3 separate regions of the Mus musculus genome follow, and all the other regions are linked to region 1. A link is a contact called in public Hi-C and promoter capture Hi-C data. All regions are on one chromosome and are shown on one strand. Each heading gives the region's core, a stretch centred on a gene start, on an enhancer-like site or on the middle of the called end of the contact. The rest is flanking DNA. Distances are from core to core; before and after follow the strand shown.

Evidence for each region. Promoter capture Hi-C pulls out the DNA fragments that hold promoters and counts their contacts. A called contact is a pair of places that touch in the nucleus more often than the background predicts.
Region 2: a contact with region 1 is called in a Hi-C map of the N1E-115 cell line, with 4 times the contacts expected there. The contact joins two enhancer-like sites. A contact is called at or near these places in 4 of 39 promoter capture datasets (cranial neural crest, liver, maxillary cranial neural crest and 1 more), 2 of 484 Hi-C or Micro-C datasets (the HPC-7 cell line and the N1E-115 cell line) and 7 of 115 datasets of contacts at active chromatin or transcription factors (craniofacial prominence, embryonic basal ganglia, embryonic hindbrain and 4 more).
Region 3: a contact with region 1 is called in a promoter capture Hi-C map of neural stem cells. The contact joins the promoter of Edn3 here to the enhancer-like site in region 1. A contact is called at or near these places in 16 of 39 promoter capture datasets (the 3T3-L1 cell line, the HPC-7 cell line, cranial neural crest and 10 more), 9 of 484 Hi-C or Micro-C datasets (the HPC-7 cell line, LSK cells, bone marrow-derived macrophages and 5 more), 12 of 115 datasets of contacts at active chromatin or transcription factors (T-cell acute lymphoblastic leukemia, craniofacial prominence, embryonic basal ganglia and 8 more) and 2 of 9 other capture datasets (embryonic stem cells and macrophages).

Annotation. Positions count from the first base shown.
Region 1 is chr2:174,310,681-174,313,951 of GRCm38.p6, reverse strand. The region is part of intron 1 of Gnas (GNAS (guanine nucleotide binding protein, alpha stimulating) complex locus); the gene reads right to left. Among named protein-coding and RNA genes, the nearest start is that of Gnas, 14 kb to the right of the region's middle. Within about 2 kb of position 1,626, at least 36 of the 459 cell types and tissues checked have an H3K27ac peak or open chromatin away from gene starts, as enhancers often do. A contact at or near this core is called in the HPC-7 cell line, the N1E-115 cell line, embryonic stem cells and 2 more, where this site is marked.
Region 2 is chr2:174,807,815-174,811,085 of GRCm38.p6, reverse strand. No RefSeq gene overlaps it. Among named protein-coding and RNA genes, the nearest start is that of Gm14616, 46 kb to the left of the region's middle. Within about 2 kb of position 1,590, at least 18 of the 459 cell types and tissues checked have an H3K27ac peak or open chromatin away from gene starts, as enhancers often do. A contact at or near this core is called in the HPC-7 cell line and the N1E-115 cell line, where this site is marked.
Region 3 is chr2:174,758,944-174,762,214 of GRCm38.p6, reverse strand. It overlaps Edn3 (endothelin 3), which reads right to left and starts at 1,596. Exons shown (of 5, transcript NM_007903.5): 1 at 1,197-1,596; 2 at 390-702. The coding sequence starts at 1,248.

The DNA.
Region 1 (3,271 bases), core at 377-2,876:
ACAGTGTCCATATGGAACCTGGCTGGTGCCAAATTCTTGGGGCCATCAACCTACAAAATTCTCAGGATTTCCTTAATCTCTGAAATGCATGTTCAGTGGACAAAGTGCTCACGTCCACCCATAGGACTGCCCTGGCTTTGTTCTGGATAATTATTGAAACAAAGGACTCACAAAGATAGAGTGGGTTGTTTTTTTGTTTTGTTTTGTTTTTCTGTTTCTGACAAAAAAGGTCCATGGTGTGCCAGATTGCTTAAAACAAAATAGAACAAAACCACTCAGTGGGCGAAGCATGTGGAAACACTCAGAAAATCAGGTTGTGGCAGAAGGGGTGTGTGTGTAGGGGGGGGGGGGGGAGAGCCTAACGTGACAATTAAACAAAATCATTTGGATTCAGGTAAGAAACTCTGAAGAAAGCAAATGGGGCCTGTTGGGACAGAGAAGCCAGTGGCCAGACCCCACAGGGCCATGGTGACATCCTGGATCCACCACCAGCCTCCTGGTTGCTGCTTTCCCAAGTGGGTCTTGAAATCTAGTCACCCTCTGAGCCTTCTCTTTTCTTCCTCCTTGTTTAATTAAGCCCAGCCAAGCCTCGATGTGCTCAATTCCTGTTCACTGATAGCCGTCCATCTCTGCTTGGGCAGCGATCACTACTCGAAACCCTGATGTTCTCCAAGACTTGAAGTTTCCCTAGGGCAGGGACTTCATCTGGACTAGAGCACTGACATGGCAAAGTCTTTACTTCTGCTCTCTCTCCTCTCCCTTGGCTTGACTCTTCTTCTCATACATCATTCTGGGGCTTCTTTTTCTCATGCCCTTTGTACCCCTCTCTCCCCTTTCCCTCCCACCACCCAACAATAAAGAACTAGCTAAGGGAAGTGATCTTACTGACAAGTAGTTCTTAAGGCCCCATAGACTTCAAAAGCTCAGAAAAAAAGGAAGCAAGGGGGGGAGAGGAATCCAGACTCCTTTCCCCTGTTTCCTACCAGAGTGAGAAGGTTAAACTAAGTCAAGGATCTGTGAAGAGATGGCAGAAGGAGGGAACTGGCCTCTGTACATACGCCTGGGGTGGGGGAAGCCAAATAAAGAACCCTGGGACCCATGGTTAATAAATACTTCTTAGCTACACATCTGGGTGAGGAGCCAGAGATAAGGACACTCACAACAGGGCAGGGGCTGGAGTGAGGTTTGGGGCTGGGGGTCAGGGCTAGGGGCGGGGTTATAATCTTATGACTTCATTTTAACAATAACATTACTCCTAAAAGAAAAAGGGCCAGGCCAACTCTGAGGCATGGGAAAGTTTTCAGTCCTGTGGGAAGTGAAAGTGGGCATTGTGTCCCCAGACGGGATTAGGGGCTCTAGGAGGGTGAGGTACCTGTTAAGGCAAGGATTTGTGTGCTTGGAGTTGGTCTGAGAAAGAACGCCATCAAATCACAGCAGATCAAAACTTCATCCCCTCCAGTGTGTTCAAACTAAGTGCCCAGGGACCCAAGACAGGATGATCCCTCCTCCCCACCCACCCCCACCTTTGAAATATGGGGCGGTTTTCTGTTTAGGTTGTCTACATTTGATCTAGAGAATTCTACCAGTTCCCACATTTGCAAGCAGACCCAGCTATTCTGAGCTCTTTGCTGACCTCTGGTGGGTAGGCCCATCGGTACTAGAACAGGCTGCTTACCTATACCCATATCACTAACACCTGGGGACAGCCTTGAAGTTCACATATCAGAAGCCCTGAAAGTGGGGGTAAAGAATCAAAAAAGAAAGAAAGAAAAAGAAAAAGAAAAGAAAGAAGGAAAGAAAGAAAAGAAATGGAAAAAAACACCCTTTTAAACCTTCAGGAAAAGAAAACAAAAGATAAACAAAAGCGGGCAAGAGAGAAGGAAAGTTGTAACAAAGTTTGAAAAGAATTGACTAGCAGAGTACAGAAATGTTAGCCTGAACTAATATTTTGTATCTTATTTCTCTGATTGTTACATTTTAGAAGAGAAATAGAAGAAGCTATGGAGAATGAAGTACTAAGGCTGGCCTTAGTGGCCGAGGGTAAGTTCCCAGCAGAGTCTGCAGCCCCTTCTAGGAAGGCCCATGTACCTTCCTCAGTAGCTGTGGAGGAGGCAGGGCAGTGGGATCAGGGCAAGTACAAAGCACTGTCTTTGGGACCTAGTCCTTATGTATGCATTTCTTTTCCAGCCCTTGGCTGGGTGAAAAGGGATGAACTTTGTGACCTCTGCTGCTACACAAGATAGCTCCAGGCAGGGGACCCAGAAATAGTCATTTGTTAAAGGACAAAAGATGGCCTAAGATGTTTTTCCTACACCACCTGCCATTTTGGTAAGGACAAAGGTGTGTGTGTGTGTGTGTGTGAGAGAGAGAGAGAGAGAGAGAGAGAGAGAGAGAGAGTGTGTGTGTGTGTGTGTGTGTTATACCTGGGGGGAGCAGAGATGCTAACCAACACCTTCTATTTAAAAGTTCTCCTAACAGAATTAAAAGATTCTAAACTGGGAAAGAACCCCACCCCCAACCTTTTCCCCAAAAGACAGAAGGATGTTTAGGGTCTCAGAACTGTTCCTGGCAGAAGGAGAGCTTAGCACTGTTACACAGAAAGCCAAAGCGGGGGGGAGAGAAGGGGCTTCCAGGTTTGCACCCCACTGTATTTTATCTTTCTGACCTCCTAAGGTCTACAAAGTGGGGATACTTGTCACCAGATATCAATTGCTGTCCTGAAACCTTAAACAAAAAGCAACAACAACAACAAAAAAAACCCAAAACAACACATTCTTAGGCCTGGGGCGGAGCTACGTCCCTGGGAAGGAAGATAAAGGGAGGGGGCTGCCTGAAGCAGGCGCAGGCTTGAATTTTCTAACACCAGGCTCTCAATTGTAAACTCGGAGCGCCATCTGCCAGCCAGTTCTGAACAGCCCTCCTTTGTTTCGATTTTCCTACTTCCCAGCCCTAAACAGTGGGCTCCCTTCTTTCCTTTAAAGTATATATGTATTTTATAAATTCTGGCTCAGAAAGGTTCTCCCTAGAAAAAGATCCTACTTTAAAAGAAAAAAATCTGAAAATGAAAAGAAAAATAAAACAAGAAGAGAGAGAGAACAGGAAAAGAACAAACAGGTAAAATGCCCCAGGACCTTTTGTTTCCTCCCTCCTGCTGTGAACTTGGGGTGCAAATGAGATGGGCTCCCTTTTCTACTTAAGGCAATCAGGCTCTTCCTTCCTTCCTCCCGCTGGGAGCTACCTCAAGGACTCCCCCGGGTGAAAGTGTTTTACT
Region 2 (3,271 bases), core at 341-2,840, 500 kb before region 1:
CCTGTACCTCTTAAGTTGCTTCTTTCCAGGTGTTTGGGCACCCGAGAAAGCCAATATACAGCCAGAAAAGGCAAAAAGTACTGCTGGATTTTCTCCCAAATAGAAGCAAACACTTGGAAATGGTGGCATGCAGTGATTGAATAAGTAAATGGGCAGGGAGAAGACACACAGTCCACATGATCTCAGCAGTGTGCGCAGACATTCTGTCCACAAGGATTCTAAGAGAAGTTGTTTTCCTCCTGGGGCCTCGTGGTGATCTCCTTCTCAGAGCACTGACCTCATTCAGGCCAGATCTGCCTGGGTGTGTGAGGCCCGAGGAAAGGGAAGGGTGTCATAGGCTCGGGGAGCTGAGTGGGCTAGGACCGAAGCAAGGGAAGAGTGCCTTGTAGAGGCAGCATCCAGAGGACCAGAAACATGACTCAAGACAGGAAGTATGGTAGGACAATGAGAGAAAGACACCAGTGGTGACACACCCACACACAGGTGTGAGGGATGACTCTGGAAACCCCCAGACAGCCAGGCTCTGGGGATAAATTGCAAGAGATCCTAACCCTCCTGTGGAGGAACTGAAGAAGGGGGATTCAGCACCCATCAGCTCTCCCAAGAGATGACAACACTCTTGCCATCTCTTCTTGCATGTGGCAGGACCAGACATGGGCTTCCATAAGGCTTCACATTCAGGCAATGAGCTGCTGTCATGGTTTGTGTCATCAAATATCCTGATTTGAATTTGTGTTTCAACCTCAGTGGCTCATCAAATAGCTGTTTTTTGTTGTTGTTTTGTTTTGTTTTGTTTTGTTTTTTAAATCCTGAAGGCCATCAGGATGCTGAAGTAGAATCTGGAGGTCAGCAAACCTATCACTTGCCTAAGTCACTTGCCTCTCTGGCCCTAATGTTGCCTAAGTATTGGAAACTCTGCCCCACACCATTTCTTTGGGATTTCCAGAACCCTGCAGACATAAATAATGTCTATTCCACCCAATCACAAGGCAGTGTTTGTTCCATAAAGTTTGTCTTGGGGAAACTATGTGTCTGTAGTGTTTGTGTGAGAGAGAAGTTGCCTGCAGGAGCGTGGGGGATGCTAAAGCAGGCACACCTCCCAGTCTTCATCCAGCAAGGAGGGCAGCTTTCTTCCTCTGACCCTCTCCAGACTATGTACCCTAGCATCTCCCGAGACACCCAGGCCATGGGCAATTAGGACAACATTTTGTACAAAAGACTAAGAAGCGTGGCTGCAGACTCAGGTGAGGATCCAATGACCTCAACCCCTCCCCCCGCCCCCCAGGAAATATCAACAGTCAACAAATCCGATCAATCATGGAGCCCAGCAGCCATAGTCCATCTGATGGGCCGTTGTGCTTGGAGGACCACATTCCACAACACACGGGATAGTAGCAGAGGGGGCTCAGACTCTATTCGGGGGTCTCTCTGCTTCAGAATATATCATCCATCAGATGTGCTGGGCCGCTGGCCTGTCCATTTGCCACTCGACTTGATGCCATTAAGAAAGTCTCTAGATGGATCATTGTTTGGCTGGCTCTGGAATCCAACAGGCTCTGACCCCACATCTGGAAGCTGTCAACCTACAGCTGCCCCACCCCCAATCTGATCTCATTAATCTTGAAACAACAAGGGAGGGGAGACCATCTGTACCAGGATGGTTTACATTGGAAGTTAATTCTCAAAAGCATAGCTTTTCTGACCACCAAAGGGTGTATCAGTCAGACGAGGGCTAAGACAAGAGAGACTCACATCTTCTTTAGTCCAGGGACCCTGCCCCAGGCATTGTCAGTCACAGAACAACACACTGTTATTAAAGCCCCTTTGAAGAGATAATACTCCTCACAGATGGGCAGGTGTGAGACACTGATGTCAACGTGTCCTTTCTTTTGAACCTTCATCTTAGGTTCAGCCATCACCCCAAAGCAAGAACCCTAGATCCTAGGACAAAGCCCTCATCTTGGTGACGCAAACACCTCTTTACTCTTCCACACCTGCGAGTTCTATTGAAATCTCTCCTGCATAGCTTCCCCTGCATTCCAAGGTTGCACCCTGACCCCTTTCCATTGCCTGGCTTGCTCCCCATCTTCTACAACCAGCAGGTCACCCACAGTTCTGTCTCTGTGACCACTGCATCATAAACATTCAGCACCATTTGGTCTGTGCACCTCCTGGCCACAGGGCTTTTGCACCTCCTGACCACAGGGCCTTTGCACCAGCTATTGTTGCTGCTTGGCACCTCTGACTTTCTTGGCTGCCTTTCCAGTCACAAAGACAGGGGCATCAGTTCCACTGGCTCCCCTCCTCTAGACCCTATGCTATCACATATCTCCAAGAGCAATCCTTATCACAATGGCCATCTGGTGGGAAACCCTTCTCTTTCTGCTGAGCACAGATCAGCAGGTATGCACACATGCTTCCTTACAAGCAGTACAGGCCACTGCATTTGCAGGTCCCGTACAAAATGAAAGTGTAGGGGGTCTTTGCCCAAAATTATGGACACCATAGTGAAGAACAAGCCTAGTGTGAGGATACCTCAGAACCAGGTTCTGCGTGAATGCACAGGCCACCCATTCCAATGGAACCCCTGTCAGGGTCCTAAACCTTAGCTGTGAATTTAGGTCTTGTGACATCAACATCTACCTATGCACTCTAACACATTGTCCAGCCTTCAGTGGCTTGAAACAACAGTGAAGAATCCGCTCACGCTGTGAAGGTCACAGTCCACACGAACACTTAACTCATTGGCTCTCCAGCCCTGCTGTGATGCTCTTGGAGTCTGCTGGGAAGAATGGGAATCTGAGCATTCTATTGACTTGGGTCACAAGACTGAGGTTGAAGTCTTTGCTGGCAGTCCCTTAGGGCCTGATCAGGTCCTAGCAGCTGTCCGTAATTCACACCCAGGTGGCATTTGTCTTCAGAGCCAGAACAGGCATTGTCGAGTGTCAGCCCTTCCTCTCAGTTCAGACCTCTGTGCCCTGCTTCTGATCTCTGATAAGGGTGAGTGACTCAGGGTAAAGCCAGACCACAAACAATGCTCACAACTACCTGCAATGGCTTATTTTGGTTATCTATTTGCAATCAACCAAAACACACCCCCTGAACACTGCTGAGAGGGACTTTCTTAATTACATTATTTAAAGTGGGAAGAACCTCCCTAAATGTGGGTGGCACCACTTGTGGCAGCCCAGATAAAAGGACACAGAAGAAGGAAAATTTGTCTTTGGCCTGCTTGCCCTCACTCTCGCTGGCAAGTTCGTCTACTCGGGTG
Region 3 (3,271 bases), core at 347-2,846, 450 kb before region 1:
GTATATCATTTGGGTCTGCCAAGCCTACCTTCCTACTTTGCCCCCACCCCAAAGCTGCTCTTAAGGGATTCCAAAGAGTTAGGAGGAAGGCTCAGCCCAACGAGCCTCTGGGGTAGGAGCATAGAACTCTGTGAGCATCTAAAGTCCCACCCCACCACATCTCAAATCCAGCACTGAGTTTCTTTGTAACTAGGTTCTCAGAGGGGAGGTGGGTTGCCCCTGGCCTGTGATAGGAGTCATGCTGCCTGGAGCCACTGCAGGAGCTGAATGCTGCACTGTGGTAGATTCAGGGATCTGAATGAGGTGGGCTGAGGTCTGAGCAAAAACCCCTGAAGCCTTAGGCCTGGCACAGAGCCACACTCCTCCCCCAAACCCCTAGGCCAACTCACTCAGGAGTGTTAATCCAGATGATGTCCAGGTGGCAATAGTAGACACACTCCTTGTCCTTGTAAGTGAAGCACGTGCAGCGGCGAGGGCGGTGGTGTGCAGGCAGCCCCTTGTCCTCTTGTTTCCCAGACCTGCCTGGTGCCCGTTCCTGCCCAGCGCTTTCAGGCTGTGCAGGCAGTGCAACTGTTGGGGACACAATCCTCTCACCAGGGCCAGCCACAGTCTCTTCACAGCCCCTCTCTGATCCAGCTTCAGGGGGACCCTGGGACACACTGGCTCTGCCAGAGTCCCCAGACTGGGGGCAAGGCACAAGTCCTGCAGGAGGAGGATTGAAGGGCTCCTAAGCTGCTGACACAGAGTTCTTGGCACCCACTACCCCGCCCCCCAAACCAGAATGAGACTCAACCAAACTTCTGCAATGTCTGGAGGAGGCTGGTTGCATTTTCCCCAAGTCTCCAAACTAAGCCAAATGCCTTAAAAAGTTTACAAAGCTCCGTGCACATTCAGTAAAAACTTGAGAGTTATTGCAGTCCCTGTGAAATCTGAAAGCTATTTGTTCTTCACTGGGTAAAACTCAAAAAAATTTTTGTATAGTCTCTGAAAAGTGCCCAAAGAAAGTCTCCCAAACTGAAAACCCCCAGACCCAGTGGAAGTTATCGCTATGTCTTCAGGCCCTTCTACCCGCCCCTGGGAGACTTCAGGGTGTAAAGCCAGACTTATCAGCTTCCCCGCAACACAGACCCGCGCCTGGCTTCCTTTTGTGTGCACTCCCGCGTGGAGAGGAGCGCCGCCCCGCCCCTCCCGCTTACCTGCAGCGGAGGTCACTGTGAGCCCGAGAAGGAGCCACAGCCCCGGCTCCATGAACCCCGATCAGGCGCGGGAGCACCGGGCCTGGAGGGTGGCCGCTTGTGACCGCAAAAGGGTAGTGAGACTGGCTACAGCTTTCGAGTCCTGTCGCTGCCTGAGCTGCGCGTCCCGGCTCAGAGTTACTTGGCTGAGGCGGTCACGAACTTTCAGAGCGCGCTGCCCATCCCTGCGCAGGGCTGGCCGGCTGTGGCTCAGGCTTTTCTGGCTCCCGCACCACCCCCTTCGCCTCCCCGCCCCTCCGAGGGGCTGGAACTGCCGCGCTGGGCCTTTGAACCCGGGGCTCACGGGGGTCGCTTTGCAAGCGCAGGGGGGGAGCTGACCAGAGGCGCATTCGCCCCAGGCTTACCCAGGGGTAGAGAGAGGCGGGGACGCCGCGCTCCCCGTGGGTGGATGGGGTAGGGTGAAGGCCCGAACAGCTGCTTGAAGGCCACACTCTGCCGGTGCTCACACTGCTCACTTACACATAGACTCACACTTGAAACCCCCTGCCCAGCCCAAAGCAACCTCACCCCCACCCCAAGAGCACCAAGACCATGAAAGGGCTGCACAGAAGGGCTGCTGGCTTCTTGTTCCTTTGAAGTCAGTCTAAAGGAAAAGTTCTATTCACCAATGGTCTTACCCTTGCCGAGGGCCCTTGTGCCACGGCCCTGGGTGTACTTTACTCTTCTGATTCATGGGTGCCCGAGCCAGCTCCCTGACTCTGGAAGATCTAAGTGACAGGTGGGGCTGTAGGACCAGAGCAAAGTCACAAAGATTCCACTCAACGTGAGTTAGCGGTTTCGGGGGAGCCCTATTTCCTCACTGGCCCCTTTAGTGAGGGGCCTCTCTCCAAAAGTCATACAAGTGTTGCTTTTCAGGGCACTGCGGTAGTTTAATGAGTCTACAAACCTTTGACTATTGTCATAAAATGTGGGTTTCAAAGCCATTCCTCCCCCTGCCAATATTTCTAATGATTGGCATTCTAAAAAGTAGAATCCAAAGAGGTGGCCCAGGTGGCTCTCATGAGGCAAGCCATGAAAGGGGTACACTTGTCATTAGAAGAAGCCCCAACCAGTCAGGCAAAGTGGTCCCATGGGGAATCCTATGTGAAGGGAAACTGAGGCCTCACAGCAAATGAGAAAGCAGATGGTAAGTAGAAAGAGACTAATGCCCCTGCCTCCAAGGAGTCCAGCTAAAGGCCAGTTGGTTTGAACTGCTGTGTGTCGCAAGACACTTTAGACTGAAGGCTCATACACAGAAAGATACTGCTCCCAGTTCTGAGGTCTTGGACGTCCAAGTATGTCCGGTGTCTATCATGGCTCATGGATGGCTCTTCTTTAATGGTGGATTGTGGTAGAAGGCCACGGTGCTCCGGTTAGCTATTACCACCTGACACCTCCAAGGTGCCACCTCCTAACAATCATCTTGGATTTCACCAGGTCAAGAGAAGTATCTATTATTCTCTCTTTCCTTGCCATTAAAATACCCATCTGCCATCGTCGAGGGCACTGACAGCCCAGTTGTCTTCACTGGTCTCTGTGGGTGTGGCCAAAGCAAACACTGCCTGGATGGACGTGTGCCCTGGGTCTTCACTCCAGCTGAGATAAGGAAGGTTAAAGGTGGAGAATCAGGGTTAAGAGTAAAAGACACTGTACAGAGGGCAGAGAGGAGGCAGGTGGCCCTCAGGGGAGGCAGAACTCTGGTCTTTTTTTTTTTTTTTTTTTTTTTTTTTTGGTTTTTCGAGACAGGGTTTCCTCTGTATAGCCCTGGCTGTCCAGGAACTCACTTTGTAGACCAGGCTAGCCTCGAACTCAGAAATCCGCCTGCCTCTGCCTCCCGAGTGCTGGGATTAAAGTCCTGTGCCGCAATGCACTCTGGTCTTTAAAGTGACTTGGATACATTGTAGAAATTCCAGAGGCCTTTTCTTTCCTATTCTGCTCTTGTTGCTGTTCCAAAAGAACAGTGGGGCCGTTCTCAATAATGTTCTAGCCAGCACTACTCTCTCTGTGGCCAAGGAGAGCAGTCAGTGGCTGGGCTC